4 separate regions of the Mus musculus genome follow, and all the other regions are linked to region 1. A link is a contact called in public Hi-C data. All regions are on one chromosome and are shown on one strand. Each heading gives the region's core, a stretch centred on a gene start, on an enhancer-like site or on the middle of the called end of the contact. The rest is flanking DNA. Distances are from core to core; before and after follow the strand shown. Region 1 overlaps Gm35833 (a long non-coding RNA gene). Region 2 has its middle 56 kb from the start of Stxbp5l. Region 3 has its middle 32 kb from the start of Gtf2e1. Region 4 has its middle 74 kb from the start of Stxbp5l.

Region 1 (2,700 bases), core at 11-2,510:
TACAATAGTCACACCACCACAGCATCAGATTTGAGAGAGAGCATGCCTCCTCAGTGCCTCTTTGAGCTTCAGGCCAAGCAGCTTCTGCTAGTTGACTGGCATACAATCTTCCGGCATTTTACAAACATGCTTAGCCATGTTTTCTAGATTCCCTAGGGTCTAAAAGCCCAGGAAGAGAATGTAATCTCTATTTTCTTCAAAGATACACACACACACACACACACACACACACACACACACACACAAGTAATTGCAAGTTTGAAGAGAAATACAAGGTTCCCCAAGAGAAATGTTCTGTAAATAAAGGTAGGTACTTGGCCTGGGGTGTGGTACATGCCTTTAATCCTAGCACTTAGGAGAAGGCAGAAAAATCAGAAATGCAAGGATAGCCTTGGATACACAGTGAGTTCAAGCCAACCTGGGCTATATGAGGCCTTATCTCAAAACAAATGAAAAGGAAAAAGTTCTGGCCCCCCCACACCCAGAGAACCTGAACCTCACAGATCAAGGGAGAGTTAGGCAGAGAGCAAAACTGCTTTTCCACTTCTTATCTGGATCACAGCAGTCCCTAACTCTAAAAATTCCATTGTGCTCTGGAACTGTTCAGGAGACTGTTGTTCAAAAATCAGAAACCCCACAACTGGAGTTATCCGCTTTAAGCTGACAGTGCCTTCTCTAAAATACCCAGGAGACCCAGTCCTGGAAGTTAAGAGACAGACCGAAGTCACTGTGGGGTAGCAAAGGGCCGCTTATGCAAAGACAAGGACTTGAAAGATGCGACCTCACGGCCACGTGGTGGCGGACTTCGCCATTTTTGCTTACCAGCGTGTTTTAGATTTTATTCAAAGTGCGGGGCTTTGATGTATTTGTCTGGGGGTGGGCTCACCCCCTTGCATTTTTCGTAGGTTTTACTAGTGACTCGAGGATAGTGAAGAGAAACAAGAAAGAAACTTAGACACAAGAAAGTCAGGAAGACAAAAGAAAGGCACGGAGCCCACAAGAGCCTGGGAAACCGATGAGAGACTTAGGAGGAGGGGGCGGGGGATTTGAGTCTACAGACTCCGGAAAACCTATTAAGGCGTCCTGGGAGAAGGTCGCTGGGTCCTTCAGGGTGGGAATCAGGCTGTCCGGGTTGAAGCCTCTCGGGATTAAGAGCTGAAGAGAAACCACAAAGGTTCATTGTTTTATTTGTGCCTTGACTTGGCTCCTGACCATCGGATCGCTGGAGTTCTGATAAACGTCCTGAGCTCCCCCTACTGGCTGCCCTGAAGAACGTTACCATCTGGATCCCAAGAGAAATAGGATTACGTAACCCCAGCTTTGACCACTTAAGACTTTTATTTTCTTTCCCAAGGTCTTGGCTTTTCCAAATCCTGCTGCCTAATGCCAGAGCTTAAATGCCCTGACTGATTGCCAAGGTCCCAAGGCCCAGAGGAGGCAGTTATGAAGGGGCCATGCTAATGGGAGGGCATGCAGGAGGGTAGCCGAACAGACTTTTTTTTTTTTTTTTTAATATGTGTCACGCAAATAAAAGTGCTGCAAAAATTCCTAAAAAGGGGGACTTTTTCTGAACTTTCATCTTCTTGCCTCAAATGTGACGCTGGCATTAAACAAGGCCTCTTTGCTTAGGGGGCGGGCCTGCCGGGTCTAGATAGGAAGCCATCCAAAATAAGCCATCCAACTCCATAGCAGCGAAGACGCACCCGGCTCTCCTTTCCTTCCCTCTCCCCTCGGTCTTAAGCTCTGCAAAAGACAGGAAGAACTGAGAACAGCAAGAGCAGAATGTTCTCTGAAAGACAGAAGAAAAAATCTCTCTCTCTCTCTCTCTCTCTCTCTCTCTCTCTCTCTCTCTCTCTCTCCCTCTCCCTCTCCCCCCTCTCTCTCTCTCTGTGTGTGTGTGTGTGTGTCTGTCTGTCTCTCCTCCCTCCTTTCCTCCCTTCCTTCTTCCCTCTCCTCATTATCTCTTCCTTTCTCTCCCCTCCCCCTCTTTGTCTCTGTCTCCCCCTCCTTCCCGGCCTCTCCCCCTCTTCTCTCGTCTCCTCTCCTTAAGGTTGATATTAAACAAGGTAGAAGCCCTGTCCTTCCTAAAGGACACAAAGGCTAGCCTTCTGTATGAGAAATGCCAAGTCCAGAGGCAGCGGTTGAGGGAGAGACAAAGAAGGACCTCCAGCGTTGAAGCAACAGGAACAGAATATAGGAGCTAGCAGCTGTTGACTGGAGCAGCCACACCCGTGGGGAGTGGTCCTGGGTTAGCAAGGGAGACCCCTGGGCAATAGGCAGAGGGTATGAGCATCACGTGAAGGAGGGGCAGATTTTCAGATGTGTGACTAGGATGCTTGTTCCCCCCGAATGGACCGTCTTATGCCCCCTCCCCTTCTCTTCAAAACCTCCTCTTCACAAATTAGCAATTTACCGGGAGAGGCACAGTGGCAGAGGCCAGCCTGGTCTGCAAAGTGAGAACCAGTCTCAAAACAAAACAAGCAACTTTCCTTTCATAAAAGAGCTATGCCTCTTTCAGGGTCCCTAAATGTCCCTAAAACATTGTTCAGGGTGGTAGCATGAGGTTATTTTCAAAGGCTCTGGGCAAACATCCAAAGGATTCCTTTTCTTTTGTTAACCTGAAGGCAAACCACCATTGGTTCACAGCCTTGCAGGGAGCAGTGCAGCTCTCCGGAAATGGCCACTTGCTCTTTCGTTCCC
Region 2 (2,700 bases), core at 149-2,648, 240 kb after region 1:
CCTGTAAGGTTCATGCCTACTGGCTCCCTTTCATAGGGCTAGAAAGTTCTATGCACACTACTGGAAGAGAAAATTATATCAGTCTTATCCAGATCCAGCTGTGAACCTTTTGAACCAGTAATGATCAGCCTGGCAAGACATGCCCACTGGGGCAAGAGTGGCATAAATGGTACAGGAATAGCCGACTGCTTTCTGACTTGAATTAAGGCCTGTTCCACAATTCCATAGCTGGCATTGTTATCAGGGTCAAGAACGGGTACCTGGAAAGGTCATAGGCCCTAGGGGAGATTCTGCTACTATTACTTTGCTAAATGGGCACAGTATTCAACAGACTTCTGGGGACTTATCATCATACCCATAATATAATATAATTAGCACATCTTTCAGTCTGTGTCAGAAAATCTTTTGGAGTAGGTAGTGACTCACACAGAGACCAAGAAATTAAAGTGCAGAGAATAGAAGATTAGAATTATAAGTCCAAAATGGGACATCTATGTTCTTCTTCCTCCTAAGGTTTAGGAATCATTGCAGAAGAAGAGGCAGAGAGATTATAAGAGCCAGAGGCTGTGGATGACTTTAAGGAAACAGTTTCTTCTGGACATTGCAGGGCTGTTGTGCATATGAACTCACAGCAGTTGTGACAGCACACGCAAGGTTGTCACAAGTTCAAGCCAAAAAGAACCCCATCATGAAGGGGTGAGGTAGACAGGAAGTCTCGCCCCCAGTGGAGGTGTTATTGACAACTGAAAGTGTCTGGCTAATGGAGCGTTTTCTTTGCATATGTGCCTCTTGGTAGATCAATACTCTCCAATAGAAAGCCATACGACCAAGAGTATGTAGACAGAACGAATGTAGTTGATGGGTTAAAAAAAATAAAGAATATACGGTTGAGTGGGTAAGGAAGAAGGGATGGATCTAAGAGGAGTTGGGGAGAACATAAATCTGATCAAAACACAGTGTGCAAATTCTCAAAGTTACTTAAAAAAAGAAGAAGAAAAAAAAAAAAAAGCCAGAAAGGGCCTTAGAGGTCATCCGGCAGCTGTGTCTGCCAACAGACGGAGTGATTCATGATTTTCCTCAAGTTTGGCATCTGCCTGGGAATTTACATGATGTCACTTCAGTGCTGACAAATGAGCAGCTTGGCTAGAGCCAACACTTGTGTGGGCTGCTTCATCCACAGGCGTTAGCTGGTTAATTTGAGGAGAAATCGGCTCTGCCTGAGTCAGTAGACTGCGACACTGGCACGCTTACCTGCTCTGAGCCTCATCTCTCCTTCACTGCCTCTAAGACCTCTGAGTCACGAGATTCCTCCGTTCTCCATTCTGCTGCTGACCCGAGGGCAGGCCGATCAGCTCAGTCTTTTCGAGCCTGTCCAGTCACCATACCCACAGTCTCCTCCAATCAGGGAAAAGGCAGAACTGAAACCAAGTCTTGTGTTTCAGCGGTGCGCGGTGTATGTCTATCTCCTCTTAACCTGAAAGCCTTCTCTCTCTGTGCTCACATGTTCTCAGCTCCCTTCTTCCTCTCCCAAAACAGCTCACGGAGAGATGGGGCTGGAGAGCAGGCCAGACATAAAGAAGGAACTACAAAGACCCAGCTCTAAGGAAGAAGCTTAAATTTGGTGAAGGCTACATCTTAAAGCCAAAGGGACCCTGCTTTTGTTATGGTTTCATGGCTGTGAAGAGACTCCATGACCAAGGCAACTCTTATAAAGGCAAAATTTAGTTTTAGTTTGGAGCTGATTTATAGTTTCAGAGGTTTAGTCCATTATCATCATAGTGGGAAGCACAGCAGAGTGCAGGCAGACCTGGTGCTGGAGGAGACTTCTACATCTTGATCCATAGGCAGCAGGAGGAGGCTCTCATTCCACATTAGGTGGAACCTGAGCATAGGAGACTTCACAACCCACCCCCACAGTGACACACTTCCTCCAACAAGGCCACACCTTCTCCAATAAGTCCACACCTCCTAAATGTGCCACTCTCTGTGACCATGCATTCAAAACACATGGCTCTATGTGGACCATTCCTATTCAATGACCCCTTAGTTGTAGAAATGATGATCTAGTGGGACAGAATGCATAACTTTCCCTTAGACTCACTTGACTGAAACTTGTTTCTTAACCTGAGGCCATGAGCCAGAGAGGAAGGAACACCTCTCAATGTTCATCAGGGAGATGAACATTGAGAGAAATCAGGGACACTCCACAACAGAGATAAGCCAGAACAGGAAGAGATATATCTCTCAATGAAGGTCAATAGAACTGTTAAGTAGTCCTGAGTCTAATCTAGAGAAGTCTGGGAGTTATAGTTAAATTCTGCATTGAGGCTAGAAACGAAACAAGCCCTGAGCCAGTGGTTTTCAACACAGCCTTCACACTGGAATCATCTGGGAGCTTGAAAAAGAAAATCTCCTTAGGCCCTATTCTTAGAAATTCTGGTTTAATTGGTCTGGGATATATTGGTTTCATTGAAGTCAGCCTGGGAAAATCTAATCTAATAGTCAAGACTGAGAGCTACTTTGAAATGAAATGATAATATGTAACAGGGAACCTTTCCAGCACACAAGTTTATTTTCCAGTTCTCTGAAGAGAGATGGCATAAAAGTACCTTGGGATCATTTTAGGGCTTTTCTTCAGATAGAAGTTACTTCAGAATTGGAAGGGGCTTTCTTTCAGATAGGCAAGCAGGTATAGGAGCC
Region 3 (2,788 bases), core at 235-2,734, 180 kb after region 1:
GCTCAGTAACTTGTTATGGGAAGCCTAGTTAGTGACAGGAAAACCAAAAATGGAAGCAGTGCCAATAGTTAGCCTTGGAAGCTCTAGCAGGGGCAGATCTATTCCCAAAGGTGGTAACTGCATGCAGTGACAGTGTAAAGAGGGGTCCCAGGGTACCACTGCCCACTGTGTACAGCAGGGGACAGGCAGGGAGCAGTTTCCCTAATTTTGTTGGCTCTCTTGTTTGAGCTGCCCACATAGCCCAGATTTGCCACTGTTCTTATGATTTTAATGGACCTCAACCTAGAAGACGACTTCTAGTAGCATTTCTTTGGGAAACTACTGCTCCTTTGTAGGGAGAGAAGCAAGGGTCTACACCACCCGAATGGATTCTCCCTAGTACCTTTAATAGCAGTCTTGGGGCGGGGGTGGGGGGGGTGGGGGTAGGCATCAATAGTTTATCTCCTTTTCTGTAAGAATCTCCCAGCTGTTCTCTGGGATTTTGCCATGAAATTTGACTAAAATTTCAGCTTCCCCTTTTCTTTTCTTTTCTTTTCTTTTCTTTTCTTTTCTTTTCTTTTCTTTTCTTTTCTTTTCTTTTCTTTTCTTTTCTTTTCTTTTCTTTTCTTTTCCATGTCATCCCTTTTTCCACCCCCAAAGGCCTTGGAAAGTTTTCGTGTTCTAATATCTTCCTGTTCCTTTCAAATAGCTGTCTTTCCAAATAGTTGTAGCTTCTACAGGCAAAGGCAGGGCCTGTCAAGATGGCTCCCTAACCAAGGCGCCATCTCCCTGTCTCTAGGAGCCAGCATGGGAGGTTAACCATGGCTTCTTTTTTCCTTCAGGCAGTCATTGGTTTGTCTCACTAGAATATATCCCTGGATATGAATCACTTTCACTTATACCATTTCTCCAAAACCCCAGGCAGCAAGCTACTGTAGCTCTGGGGCTGCCCAGCTGTGTCTGCGAGTCTGTGTTGCCCTTGAAGTCAGTGCTTTTTGTTTATTTTGAAGCCTCTTCTTCCCCACCCTCCATCCCCTCCCACAAAACACCTTAAGGGATATTACATTTAAATGACCTTTAAAAATCCATTGAGCACATCCCAGGAGAAGTCAGGGGACCAGGTACTAGTCCCACACTAGCTGATCAGACAGACACTATTACCTCTGATGCTCTTATCTAGTGTAACATTTCCTGGCCGCTTTCTCAACATCTAGGTATGGAATGTTTGTGCTAGGGTCCCCAGGTTTATTTTAGCCAATATTTTATGGAGGCAAGTGGTCACATTTTTAAAATAAAGCCAAGCACCACCAACAAAAAATGCTTTGTGACTTGCTAAAGGAAGTCAAAACCAGGCATGGGGCGTTTTAATTGAGAGACTAAGGTAGAAGGCAGATTTGGAATTGGCAGTGTCACAGGTCACAAAAAGAATGGCAGCGAATTGGGCTTTTGTTTCCCCATCTCACTGTGGTATTTAGCTCTAGTCATCTACATGACTAAGGGAGGAATAATTGAGTATTTTATAATTGTAGGTATTCTAAGAGGCTGGGTACCAGCGGGTGATGAGAACAGCAAAGGCGAGTTCACTTCGTTCTGTTGGCCCCATGCCTAGATTTCTAGCCAGGACCACAGGAAAAATGATTAGATGTGGAGCTTTTTTTTCTTCTTCTTCTTCTTTTTTTCATTTTTATTCCCAAGTTGTAAAAAAGGAGGTATAAAATAACAGTTTCTTATTCTCAACTACCAAAAGTCCTATGAGGCCTGGGAGTGGCACTCCGTGCTCAGAAGAGCTCCGTGGTACAAGGCCTTGGGCTGGGTCCCCCTCACTGGGAATAAAGAGAAAGCCTTCAGATTCTTGAGGTCGGCATGGCTCTCTTTGTATTTATTTTGTGCTCTGTCTTCATCAAAGCTGTGTTGCCTTTAATAGCTCAGTTGCTGTCACTTTTTTAATAGCTTGAAATTCCCTCCCAGAAAATGAAGACTTTAGAAAGAAGCCGGAACTGTGGTAATTGTGTGTGTGTGTGTGTGTGTGTGTGTGTGTGTGTGTGTGTGTGTGTTTTAAACCCTGCCATAAGAGAAAATAAACTGAACAGGATTAATGCAGACACTCTTAAGACCTGACAAGCCAAAGTGGGTTGAGAAAGGGGAAGATAATGAAATCTTCCTTTGGAGAGCTAAAGGGATGAAGTGCTTCCTGCGCACCTTTAAGTGCAGGAGCAGATAAACCGGCCTCTTCAGAATGCGCTTTATGTCCTGAGAACCAGACGCAGCCTTTCCAATTCCCTTAGAAAGCTGCCAGGCCTAGTGCATGCCCCAGTTTCAGCAGTCAGCCCACGGTTCCCATCATACGAAAGTACATTATCGCCTACCCGATGTAAATAAGTCTGTGAGATTAAGCTAGGAAGAGGACAAGCACCAGGTTCCTGAATCATGTGAAGACATACAAGATGGTTGTCTCGTCTCATTGTTACATAAATGTATCTGATGCTTTAAAAATCACCCAACTAGGAACATATATATATATATATAGTAAAATCTGAGAACTCCTCAGACCACCCTCATTTCACTATTCTGAGAGAACCATTGTTGAGAGTGTGCTTATCAGTCCATCCATCTTCTATGTAAATGGGATTATACACACTGTCATTCAGTTTTGTAAACATTAGAGCTGTATAGGATTTTAAAATATTGTATGATGGTTTATGCGACCTCCTGTATTAATGACTGGGCCTACCCTTACACTTTCTTCTTCTTCTTTTTTTTTTTTTTTTTTTTTTTAGTTATTTATATAACATAGAATCATAAGAGAAAT
Region 4 (2,982 bases), core at 254-2,753, 230 kb after region 1:
CTTTCCTTTGGAAACTCTCTGGTCCATCAGCACTTTAAGCTCTTCATCCCCTCCCTCTCCAGGGCTGTGGGCCAAACCCAAGTCCTTGAATGCTTGCAAGCTCTCTGTCACTGAACTATATCCCCAGTCTATATTCTTGTGGGTTTTTTGTTTGTTTGTTTGGTTTCTGAGACAAGGTATTTCTATGTGGCTCAGACTGCCCTTGAGTTTGTGTATTGTGCAGGCTAGCTTTGAACTCAGGATTCTTTTGCCTCAGCCTTTCAGGTGCTGGGTTATAGTAGGTTATACATCCCATGACTGGCTTCCCAGGTCTTCTCCTCCTCCTCCTCCTCCTCCCCCTCCCCCTCCTCCCCCTCCTCCTCCCCCTCCCCTTCCTCCCCTCCCCCTCCTCCTCCTCCCCCTCCACCTCCCCCTCCTCTTCCTCCTCCTCCTCCTCCTCCTTCTCCCCCTCCCCGCTCCCTTCCTCCTCCCCCCTTCTGCTGTTTGTTTTTTGAGACAGGGTTTCTCAGCATAGCCTTGGCTGTCTTAGAACCCAGTTTGTAGACCAGAGTGGCCTTGACCTCAGAGATCTGCCTACCTCTGCCCCACAAGTACTGGGATTAAAGGCAAATGCCACCACTGCCAGACTCCCAGCTCCTATTCTTAAAAATACAATATGCTGATTTTTTTTTGTTCTATAGAAGTCCCTGTGTTAAGTACAGTAAATTCATTATCATATCTAATTCTCTTAACATTCCAGCTTAAATTTTGGTTAATACACCCTATGTTCTTCTCTGTTCCAATGGCTTTGAGTAACCACCATACTTAATTTTTAAATGCCATTATCCCCAGATCACCAGCACCAATCACCAAAAGCTCAGTTGTTGTCTTTCAACAGATGGCCATCATTATCCTCTAACTCAACGTCTCAGAAACTTTTCCCAATCTCCCCGCCCACTATATATTACATCATTATCTTTACTTACTCTTAAGAGTATGTATGTGTACATGTGTGCATGCATGTGTGTGTGTGTGTGTGTGTGTGTGTGTGCACGCGCATGTTTTTTTCTCCTCTGTGTATTTTCTGTCATTATTTCTTGAGTACATGTCACATACTCAGTACTAATGACTACAACAGACTTCTTGAAGACAGAGTGTTTTGTCTGACTCGAGGAACTTCACTCTTACATGCGCTCTGCTACTATCCTTGGCGATCTGTCATGTATGTCTCCCCTGTGTTGTTCTGGGGACCAGCTGCCCACTGAGTTGAGTTTACATCATTATTCTCACTCTGTTTATTTAAGTCTATCCATGCCACCTTCACTATCTTTTGTTATTTTAATATATATTCTTTGTCCTAGAAAGCTGGGGTAGTGTGTCACTTTTATCTCTAAGTCTTTTTATAAAGGCCCCTTCACCTAGACTCTTTCCCCTCCCATTTTTTTTTCACATAAAAATATCTAAGGCTTGAGTCTGAATGTATTGGTTTATGCCTGTAGACCTGGCATCCGTGAAGCTGAACAGTTGGGATCATGAATTGGAGGCCAGCCTGGACTATGGAGTAAGACCCTACCCCCTCTCTAATAAAAATAGAAAGAAAAGCCTGAGGCTTAAAAAAGATACATTGATGATTTGAGGTTGTACATGTCAAGCAATTGCGCTGCATTTAAAACCATTCTTCTGATCCCCAAGAATGTGTTCTTTTTCTTTAGCTGTGTTGGCTTGCTTCAGAGTCATATTAATATAAGATGAATTTCACAGATGGAGACTCAAATTGCATTTGTGTCGCACCTGCCTGGTAATCAAACCTACCAGTTCAGGCCAGCATTAGCCTTTGAAGACTGTCTCCCTTGTGTTGGATCTCAGCCATTGCAAATTAAGACATTAAAACCTCCAGCCAAATTAATCTGCAAAAGATGGCTCAGTTTTAATATTTTTTCAATCTCTAGTCCTGTGGGGGGGGGATCCTTAAAAATCAAATGAAATGAATTATTTCAAAGCTACTGAAATCCTCCATTGAACTTCAAATTCAATCATGAGGGCATTGCTGTCCTAGGTTTGTACTTTAAGCTTCACCCAAAGTTCCAGTGTGACTTTTTTTTTTTATGATTCTATAAAAGGAACTGATAGCATATGTTCAAGCTGAGCTAGTGACTAGGATGCCAGTAATATGTTTTTGTAAACTCTTGTCTATGGACTTCCGATGCAAATAGGACTTCTCTGGGTCTTGCTTTTAAAATGAGGACATGACCTTTAGTTCAAAAAGATATCAAAGACCATCAAACTCTTAGCCAAAGTCTTTTAAAAGGTCCTTAAAGCATGAAGATGTGGGTTTGTAACCCAGCAGTTTGCTAAGTGAAAATCAAATCTCTCCAACTTCTTATTCTCCTGGACTAAAGATGTCTAACATTTCAAGGGTATCAATGGATTAATGATGTTAATGAGCATTATTTAAAAAAGAGATATTTTATTTGCACAAAAGCCACAGAGAGAAGGGTCCCATTGTACCCAAGTTTTATTACCAGTGTGTGTGTGTGTGTGGGCTTCTTGTCACTCACTTAGTCAGTCTTATCACTACCACATTGGTTTCTGTCAGGAAAAACAAACAAACAAACAAACAAACAAACAAGCAAACAAACAAATCTCAGATTCTCAGAACCCAAAGCATTATATTTTATTCAAGTTACGCTCATGGTCTTGACACGTCTTTAAGGAGAATTTGGAACTCAGTGTTGTTAAAATCTGCCTCTAGAATCTTCTCTTTCCTGAGAGGAGAAGTCACCACTTTGGCTCTTGAGATTCACTGCTGACAGCAGCAGGTGAAGTGTCAACCTCACCCCAAATCTCCACGCCATAGTAGAAAAGTATCATATGGCGAATACAACCTCTGCAGTGGAAGCAAGTGCGCACCTTGTCCCACAAGCAGATGCCTCTGGCCACTCAGCTTTTTACTGCTTCAGCACCTACTGTGTGCAAAGCCTTTTTTTATAAGTAGCCAAGGGG

Evidence for each region. Hi-C and Micro-C count contacts between places; a contact is called where the count stands out from the background.
Region 2: a Hi-C map of cerebellar granule neurons shows a contact between it and region 1, with 5 times the contacts expected there. The contact joins two enhancer-like sites. A contact is called at or near these places in 2 of 15 datasets of contacts at CTCF or cohesin (embryonic stem cells and pro-B cells), 36 of 484 Hi-C or Micro-C datasets (the G1E-ER4 cell line, the HL-1 cell line, the N1E-115 cell line and 14 more), 8 of 115 datasets of contacts at active chromatin or transcription factors (embryonic stem cells and stem cell-derived neural progenitor cells) and 1 of 9 other capture datasets (embryonic stem cells).
Region 3: a contact with region 1 is called in a Hi-C map of cerebral cortex, with 4 times the contacts expected there. The contact joins two enhancer-like sites. A contact is called at or near these places in 5 of 484 Hi-C or Micro-C datasets (the N1E-115 cell line, brain, cerebral cortex and 2 more), 3 of 115 datasets of contacts at active chromatin or transcription factors (embryonic stem cells, extraembryonic endoderm stem cells and neural progenitor cells) and 1 of 9 other capture datasets (embryonic stem cells).
Region 4: a Hi-C map of cerebellar granule neurons shows a contact between it and region 1, with 2.9 times the contacts expected there. The contact joins two enhancer-like sites. A contact is called at or near these places in 2 of 484 Hi-C or Micro-C datasets (the N1E-115 cell line and cerebellar granule neurons) and 2 of 115 datasets of contacts at active chromatin or transcription factors (both in stem cell-derived neural progenitor cells).

What each region holds. Positions count from the first base shown.
Region 1 is chr16:37,683,426-37,686,125 of GRCm38.p6, reverse strand. It overlaps Gm35833 (a long non-coding RNA gene), which reads right to left. Exons shown (of 3, transcript XR_876061.1): 2 at 2,619-2,700; 3 at 828-1,743. Among named protein-coding and RNA genes, the nearest start is that of Gm35833, 4.0 kb to the right of the region's middle. Within about 2 kb of position 1,260, at least 216 of the 459 cell types and tissues checked have an H3K27ac peak or open chromatin away from gene starts, as enhancers often do. A contact at or near this core is called in the N1E-115 cell line, Sertoli cells, brain and 5 more, where this site is marked.
Region 2 is chr16:37,439,424-37,442,123 of GRCm38.p6, reverse strand. No RefSeq gene overlaps it. Among named protein-coding and RNA genes, the nearest start is that of Stxbp5l, 56 kb to the right of the region's middle. Within about 2 kb of position 1,398, at least 66 of the 459 cell types and tissues checked have an H3K27ac peak or open chromatin away from gene starts, as enhancers often do. A contact at or near this core is called in the N1E-115 cell line, Sertoli cells, cerebellar granule neurons and 3 more, where this site is marked.
Region 3 is chr16:37,506,462-37,509,249 of GRCm38.p6, reverse strand. No RefSeq gene overlaps it. Among named protein-coding and RNA genes, the nearest start is that of Gtf2e1, 32 kb to the left of the region's middle. Within about 2 kb of position 1,484, at least 11 of the 459 cell types and tissues checked have an H3K27ac peak or open chromatin away from gene starts, as enhancers often do. A contact at or near this core is called in brain, cerebral cortex and cortical neurons, where this site is marked.
Region 4 is chr16:37,457,917-37,460,898 of GRCm38.p6, reverse strand. No RefSeq gene overlaps it. Among named protein-coding and RNA genes, the nearest start is that of Stxbp5l, 74 kb to the right of the region's middle. Within about 2 kb of position 1,503, at least 3 of the 459 cell types and tissues checked have an H3K27ac peak or open chromatin away from gene starts, as enhancers often do. A contact at or near this core is called in cerebellar granule neurons, where this site is marked.